Linked DNA regions of Mus musculus: region 1 is linked to region 2. Evidence: chromatin contacts called from public ChIA-PET data. All regions are on one chromosome and are shown on one strand. The core of a region is the stretch at or near the end of the contact, and the rest is flanking DNA. Distances in the headings are between cores, read along the strand shown.

Region 1 (3,792 bases), core at 953-3,452, 71 kb before region 2:
TTTTTTAAAAACCTAATACCAGGGACTGGGGAGATGGCTTAGTTGGTAAAGAGCTTGCTGGGCAAAGCACAAAGACCTGCGTTTCATCCCAAGGGCACATTTTACTTGAAAAGTCAGGGGTTGGGGAGGAGGGGGCTGCATGCCAGTGGCACACACAGATCTATAAAGCCAGTTCTGCGAAGGCAGATAATGGCATCTCTCCTGCTTCTTGGTCAGCTGGCCTCACCTAATTAGGCAATCTCGAAGTCCACGAGGGAGGATTTGGTGGATAAAAGCTTTTACCACCAAGCCCGAGTTTGGTCCTCAGGATACACAGGATGGTAGATGGGCAGCATCTCCCCAGCGTGGTCTTCTAATCGCCACACCCACACCGCAACTCACGTTTTCCACCCCTACATAAATATTAAACAGAAAAACAGTGGATGGTTCCTGGGAACCCGAGGTTGACATCCGGCGTCCATACATGTACACACACACACATGTACACACACACGTACACACACACAGGTCTCAATAAATGTACAAAGCCCGCTCTCAAGATCCCTGCAAGCCAGTGCTAACCTATATTCATGATACTGGCTGGCTTCCTCTGGGAGCTTGGACCAGTAAAATGTGGGTTTGAACAGCCTATTGTCAGAGGCTAGCCTGGGATATGGCCCCCACCCTTGGGTTCTTGGAAAGAAAACTCTTTTACCCTCTCATGCAGTGCCAAGGCTTAGAAACCCCCGCTTGTGGGTTTTTTTTTTTTCCTTTATCCATCCCTTCACCTAGTGCTGGGGGTCACTCTCCTTCCTGTCCCATCGGGAAGGTCTGTGGCCCAAGTTCAAAGTAGGACAAGGATGTTCGTGTGCTTGCTTCCGAGTTGTGGTGCCTGGTGGTCTCTTCGGGGTTTCTGCCATCTGGGCACAACACTCTGTATAGACTCACCTCTAATAAAAGTTAATCCCAGGTGTACGACCCACACATCCTCCAGCGTCAGCCAATCTTAGTCACTTATGGCTTCCAGCACTGCTTTTTGGGAAGTCAGGGCTGCAGGGAAACCAAAAATTGTAAAATTATAAAATTCCCTACATTACATCTCACAGTTCCTGCCCCAGTACCTGCTGCAAGCAGCCAGCTCCTTCCTCTAAAGGTCATAGATGGGTCACAACTGTGACGGCCAAGAACTGGATGAAGTATTACTATGGTCTCTCCATGAGACCTGCATGCCAGGCAGTTTTGAGTGTTTCACCATCCTTTTTTTTTTTTTTTTCTCTCCAAGTATGCTACTAGGAAGGTCTAATGTCTGTCTTTTGCAGAACACCCAAGATATGCACAGAGAGATCTGCTAGTGCGGCAGGGGCAGAAGCAGAGCCGACTAGGGGGTGGAGAAGGTGGGCGCCGCGGGAGCAGGGAGGGAGCTGCAGAAGGGGAGCGGTGGCCGCAGGCGGAGAGGGGGGCTGCAGGAGGGAGGTGGCTGCAGGAGTGAGGGGGACTACAGGAAGGGAGAGGGGGCTTCAGAGAGGAAAAGAGGGCTGCAGGGAGGGAGGGGGGTAACGAGGGGAGAGGGAAACTGCAGAAGGGGAGGGCTGCTGCAGGCGGGAGGGCTGCTGCGGGCCGGAAGAGGGGGTCTGAGGGCAGGGAGAGTGGGTTGCAAGAAAGGGCTGCAGGACCAGAGAAGGAGATTGAAGGCAGGAGAGGGCTGCGGGCAGGAGGGGAGGGGAGCTGCGGAATGGGAGAGAGAGGGCTGCAGGCAGGGAGAGGGGGCTGCGGGGACGGGGCGGGGCGGGGGCACTGCAGAAGCCGCTCGCGCCGAGGGCCTGCAGGCACCAGGACGCTCCCTCCGGAGCTCGCCGCTGCTCCTTACCTTTCAAACCTCGCTCCTTCCTTTTCACCCGAGACGCAATTGCTGTCGATCTCAGAAGCATCTAGCGGGTCATTCTGGAGGTTCCTGGCTAAAATAACTCAAATCCAGGGGGACAGATGGCTACAGGCTAGCCTGAAGCCGACGAGTTCCCAGAATTCCGCGTGGAGAAACCGTGCGTGACGCTCGGCTCCCTCAGTGGTAACGGAAGTGAGGATGCAGAGGCGCGGGTGGCCGGTCCCGAAGCTAGGGGAGGAGCACCATCCTCCCGTATTGGATTTCCCTGTTGTTTTTCATTTCCCATACTCCCTAAGAAAGTCTTGGACAGCAACGTCTTTACATTGGAGGATGTCTGCCTTAGGACGTATAGGCTTTGGCGCTGGAGAGATGACGTGGTGCGGAGAGCGCTACTAACTGCGGAGCTCAAAACCGTAGTTGCTCCAGCTCCGGAGGACCCGTCGCTCTCTCGTGGCGTCCTCGAGCACTGCATGTACAAGGTACACAGACAAAACATGCAGAGAAAACATCCATAAATAAATAAATAAATAAATAAATAAGTGAGTGAATAAATAAACTTTCCAAAATACTAAAATAAATAAATAAATAAAATAAATCATTTATTGGTGTGTTCATGCATGCGTGGGGAGCGTGCGTGCATGTTATGTGAGACCCCCGAAACTGGGGAGACCTCCGCTCAAGTCCCGGGATGAGCTGGCACCCCAATAAAACCACACCTGATGCAAAACCACAAGAGGCTTTATTGTCAGCTAGCTGAGGACCGCGCAGGGCAGGGGAGTTCGGCCCCCAGAGGTAACAGTAGGGGGGGGGTCTTTTAAAGGAAAAGTGAGGAATTGGGAGGAGTTGGGAGGAGAGTTGGCAACAGTTCTTCTCTGGCGAGGTGGGGGAGTGAGCTATAGCTCCTCTCCTGTGTCTATCTCCGTGTCCTTGGCACAGGGAGCCAAGCAAGGGCCTGGCTAGGTCTTCCTACAATTATCGCATCTCTGGTTGTAAGGCACAGAAAAAAAAAAAAAAAAAAAAAAAAAAAGCTTTTTGCTGGCTATAGAGAACAAAGAGCTTCTTTCTGGCTGTATCCCCAGAGATCGGGGAAAACGGGCTTGGGGGAACGCTCGGGGTCTCACAGTTACAGCGCAAATGAGGAAGTCATAGGACAGCGTACAGGAGTAAATCTCCTTGCAGTCACTATGTGGGTGCAGGGGACCCAACTCAGGTTGTCAGGCTGGGCAACAGGAGTGTTTACCTGCTGAGCCACCTTGCCAGCCCTTGAAAACTCATAAACCCCAGCACAAGAGCCAACTTTTTAAAAGGAGTGAAGATTCAAACATGGTTCAGCAATTTCAATAGAAATAAGAGTAGCAAACATGGACATGTTTATCTTTAGAATTTTTTTTAAAGAAATGGATATAGGCAAATTACCTTGTGGGGGGAAAATGATAACATGTGAGAACTGAACTATCGCATGTTGATGGCAAGAATACAAAGCGGACAGCTGTGTATTTTTTAAAGTTGCTCTTAGAAAAGTTAAATATATTACCATTGATCAACGTAGTAGTAATTCTAGATGTAAATGGCTGGCTGTTTCACAGCATAACCCATTCTCTTAACTCCCTCCTTCCAGTTTCCAGCCCAGGCCCCTTCAAACATTTCTCCCGGCCACTCCTCCCTCAGTTTTCCAACAGCGTAAACAGTCCTTCTCCGGCTTTCCCCATTCTAACCGCTCCAAGCTATAACATCGGCTCTGCCTGTCTACTCAGCTCAGCTTCTCCTGGCTCAGCTGTCTCAGAGTTCCTTCTGTCCCTACTGCCTTCTCCTCTACCCCGCCCCTTCGCTTCTACTAGCTCCGCCCCGGCCCCGCCCCCGGCCCCTTCTCCGCCAAAACTGGCTTTGTTCTCCTTGGTCTCCTGAAGTTTCTCAGTCCCTGCTTCTTTACA
Region 2 (3,470 bases), core at 899-3,398:
TGTGTGCTGTGTGTGAGTGTGAGTTCATGTGTGTAAGTATGTGTGTGTGTGTGTGTGTGTGAGTGTGTGTGTGTGCTGTGTTGGAGTAGGGTGCACAGAGTGTGCTTGTCTGTGGAGATCAGAGGCTGATATAAGAATAGCTTCCTCAATTGCTCTGCACCTTGTGTGTTTATGCACTGTGTGCATGTGCCATGATACACACAAGAAAGTCAGAGGACAACCTGCAGGGGTCTGTTCTCTCCTTCCACCATACAGGCTCTGGGATTTGAACTCAGTTAGTGCCCTTAAACCCCATGAGTCTTGTCACTAGTCCTGCACCTCATTTTTTGGAAACTTCGTCTTTCACACCAACAGGAACTCACTGATTCGATTAGAATGGCTCCACCCATCTGACTACATCATCTCCCCACTCAGGGCTGGGGTTGCAGGTATGTGCCTGTGCACCTACGGTTTTTTTTTTTTAACTACTTGTTTTATTTTAGTCTTATTTGTGCTTGAGCATGCATTCGTGGCGTGTGTGTGTGTGTGTGTGTGTGTGTGTGTGTGTGTGTGTGTAAATGTGCATGTAACACCCAGTCTGACTCAGTGAAATAGCTCTGTTACTTATATCAGGATATATGCCCACGCTGAGGGCCTTTCTCTTCCCTGAGTGTGGTGTTTGTGTGGCCATGCACATGGGAGTATAACGGGTATGTGTATTGTGCGTGATGTTGGATTGATGGTGTGCTAATCTGGACGTTGGTGTTCTTGTGGGTCCGAATCCAACCCCATCCCCTCCAAAGGGTTCATATCATCCTGGACTGTGTCCTGTGTGGCTAGAATGTCCTAGAATGTCCAACGCTGGGTAGGCGTTGCTTGCACACTTCCATTGACTGTTCTCTGTGCTAAGGTATGCAGAGTGTCAAGTGCACCAGTGTATGTCAGGATCAATGTCAGGTGTGTGTGTGTGTGTGTGTGTGTGTGAGTCCCACACACAATGATGTGAGCTAGTGTGCATTTCCTGTTTTCTGGGCGCTGGATGACAGTGTCTGCCACCACAGGTGTTTACACATATGGGGCATCTCTCTGTGTTTCACATTCACACCCCCTTGTGTGTCTGTTGACGCATGTGTGTTGTGCCTGGTGATTCTTACAAATTGGTGTGCTCAGACCTGCTGTGTATTTGTGTGGCTCCTGGTACATGTCCCGTGTGGTCGTTGATGCTTAGCTCTTTGTATCGTAGAATATTATAGTGTTTTACTTGGTTTTGGTTTTGGAAACAGGGTCTCATGTGGCCCAGGCAGACCTTGAACTCATAGTTGACAATGATTGAGACCTGCTGATCCTCCTGGCCCCAGTTTCCTAGTACCAAGAGTCAGGCATGCACCATTGCCCACTTTATGCCATGCTGGGATCTACCTCAGAGAGTCTGTGATTCAAAGGAGCCCACTAACAGCTGCACTCCATCCCTGGTCCCACTTAAAAATTATCATTTAAGATTTATTTTTTTTTATGCGCATGCATGTATGTGAATATCAGCCACATGTGTCAGGGGCTCCCAAAAACCAGGAAAAGGGCGTCATCTCCTGGAGTTGAAGTTACAGGTGGTTTCAAGCCACCCACCCAGCAAGTAGGTGCTAGAAACGGAAGTTATACTCCTCTGGAGAGGAGCGCTCACTTTCACTCGCTGTGCCTGACTTTCCAGCCCCTCCCCCGCCCCACTTTGAATGTGTGACTGCGTGAGCTCAACCTTTGGGTGGCCCCGTGTGCAATGGGACGCTGCTGCCCTGCTAAGTGCTGGCGTGTGTCACACCATGTGTGTGTGTGGTGTCTGGGTGTGGCTGTGGGTTTCTGAACTTTCAGGAGTGTGAGTCACTTCTGTGGAGGTTGTGTGGTGTGTGCTGGTGTGTTGGGCTCCGTCTCCGGTCTGTCATAGGGTGCTCTGTGGTGTCTGGGTGTGGTGGGGGTTTTAGGTGTGTACCACAGAGTGCAAACGGTTGGAGAGTCACAACCTATTGTGTCAGTGTGTCTTTGCCCACGTGGATGAACTCTTCTTCCTTGCCCGGGACCACAAGACACACCCCAGCCCCTCCTTAGTCTTAGAAGGGAATGGGATAGCCAGCCTCCCCCTACCCAGGGACCTCCCCGTCCCTCCCCGCCCTGCCCTGCCTGCTGCAGTTACCACTCCCCAGAGGGCACAGGGCTAGGCTGTGCCTTCCAGCAAAAGTCCCAGAGTGAGCAGAACAGGCCGCTGGCCTGGAAGCCAAGCTGGCTGCCATTTGCGTACTGAGAGGTGGGGGACCCTGGGCAGGAAGCTGGCTGAGCCCCAAGACCTCAGGGGCCATGGGCGGGGAGCTGGTGACTGGCCTGGGGGCCCTGAGACGGAGAAAGCGCCTGCTGGAGCAGGAGAAGAGGGTGGCCGGCTGGGCGTTGGTGCTGGCGGGAACTGGCATCGGACTCATGGTTCTGCACGCTGAGATGTTGTGGTTCCTGGGCTGCAAGGTGAGTGGGGCCTTCCACCGAGCAGGGAAGGGACGGGGAGCCTGGTGTGAGGGAGGAGGGCTGGGGTCTGCACCCCTGGGTCTGAGGGAGGAGGGCTGGGGTCTGCACCCCTGGGTCTGAGGGAAGAGAGCTGGGGTCTGCACCCCTGGGTGTGAGGGAGGAGGGCTGGGGTCTGCACCCCTGGGTCTGAGGGAAGAGGGCTGGGGTCTGCACCCCTGGGTCTGAGGGAAGAGAGCTGGGGTCTGCACCCCTGGGTGTGAGGGAGGAGGGCTGGGGTCTGCACCCCTGGGTGTGAGGGAGGAGGGCTGGGGTCTGGACCCCTGGGTCTGAGGGAGGAGGGCTGGGGTCTGATCCCCTGGGTCTGAGGGAGGAGGGCTAGGGTCTGGACCCCTGGGTCTGAGGGAGGAGGGCTGGGGTCTGATCCCCTGGATCTGAGGGAAGAGAGCTGGAGTCTGCACCCCTGAGTGTGAGGGAAGGGGACTGGGGTCTTACACCCCTGAGTGTTAGAGAGCAAAGCTAGGAGATCTTATACTCCTGGGCATGAGGGAGGAAGGCTGGCATCTTCCACCCCGGGGTGTGAAGAAGAGAGGAGAGCTGGGGTGTGAGGGAGAAAGGTTGGGGTCTGCACCCCTGGGTGTGGGAGAAGAGAGCTGGTCTGGACTCCTGGGTCTAAGGGAGGAGAACTGAGGTCTTACACTTCTTAAGGTCTAAGAGAAGAAGGCTGGGTCTGGACCCCTGGATGTGATGGAGGTAGATGGGGGGTCTGTACCCCTGAAACCTGAGCTAGTGTGATATCGTCCTCCCCCCAGCTCCCCCCAACCTACACACACACACACACACACACACACACACACACACACACGCACACACACGTACGCACACATGGGAGACAGTTCTCAGTGTTAGCCTTTGGGTAAGTGTTATCAGACAGACCACTGGGGGTCTGGGCCTTGTTGAGGCCCATACAAGGCTGATCCTTGATAGCCTAG

What was found. ChIA-PET counts read pairs in DNA pulled down with a chosen protein or histone mark.
Region 1: a contact with region 2 is called in an RNA polymerase II ChIA-PET map of effector CD8 T cells, with 15 read pairs. The contact joins the promoter of Zfp61 here to the promoter of Kcnn4 in region 2. A contact is called at or near these places in 7 of 39 promoter capture datasets (the C10 cell line, cranial neural crest, embryonic stem cells and 2 more), 1 of 15 datasets of contacts at CTCF or cohesin (CD8 T cells), 2 of 484 Hi-C or Micro-C datasets (germinal center B cells and morula), 2 of 115 datasets of contacts at active chromatin or transcription factors (the SCID.adh cell line and effector CD8 T cells) and 3 of 9 other capture datasets (adipose tissue, liver and pancreatic islet).

The regions. Positions count from the first base shown.
Region 1 is chr7:24,297,347-24,301,138 of GRCm38.p6, forward strand. It overlaps Zfp61 (zinc finger protein 61), which reads right to left and starts at 2,203. Exons shown (of 7, transcript NM_009561.2): 1 at 1,847-2,203; 2 at 928-1,029; 3 at 227-392.
Region 2 is chr7:24,368,115-24,371,584 of GRCm38.p6, forward strand. Kcnn4 (potassium intermediate/small conductance calcium-activated channel, subfamily N, member 4) reads left to right here and starts at 2,149. Exons shown (of 9, transcript NM_008433.4): 1 at 2,149-2,481. The coding sequence starts at 2,323.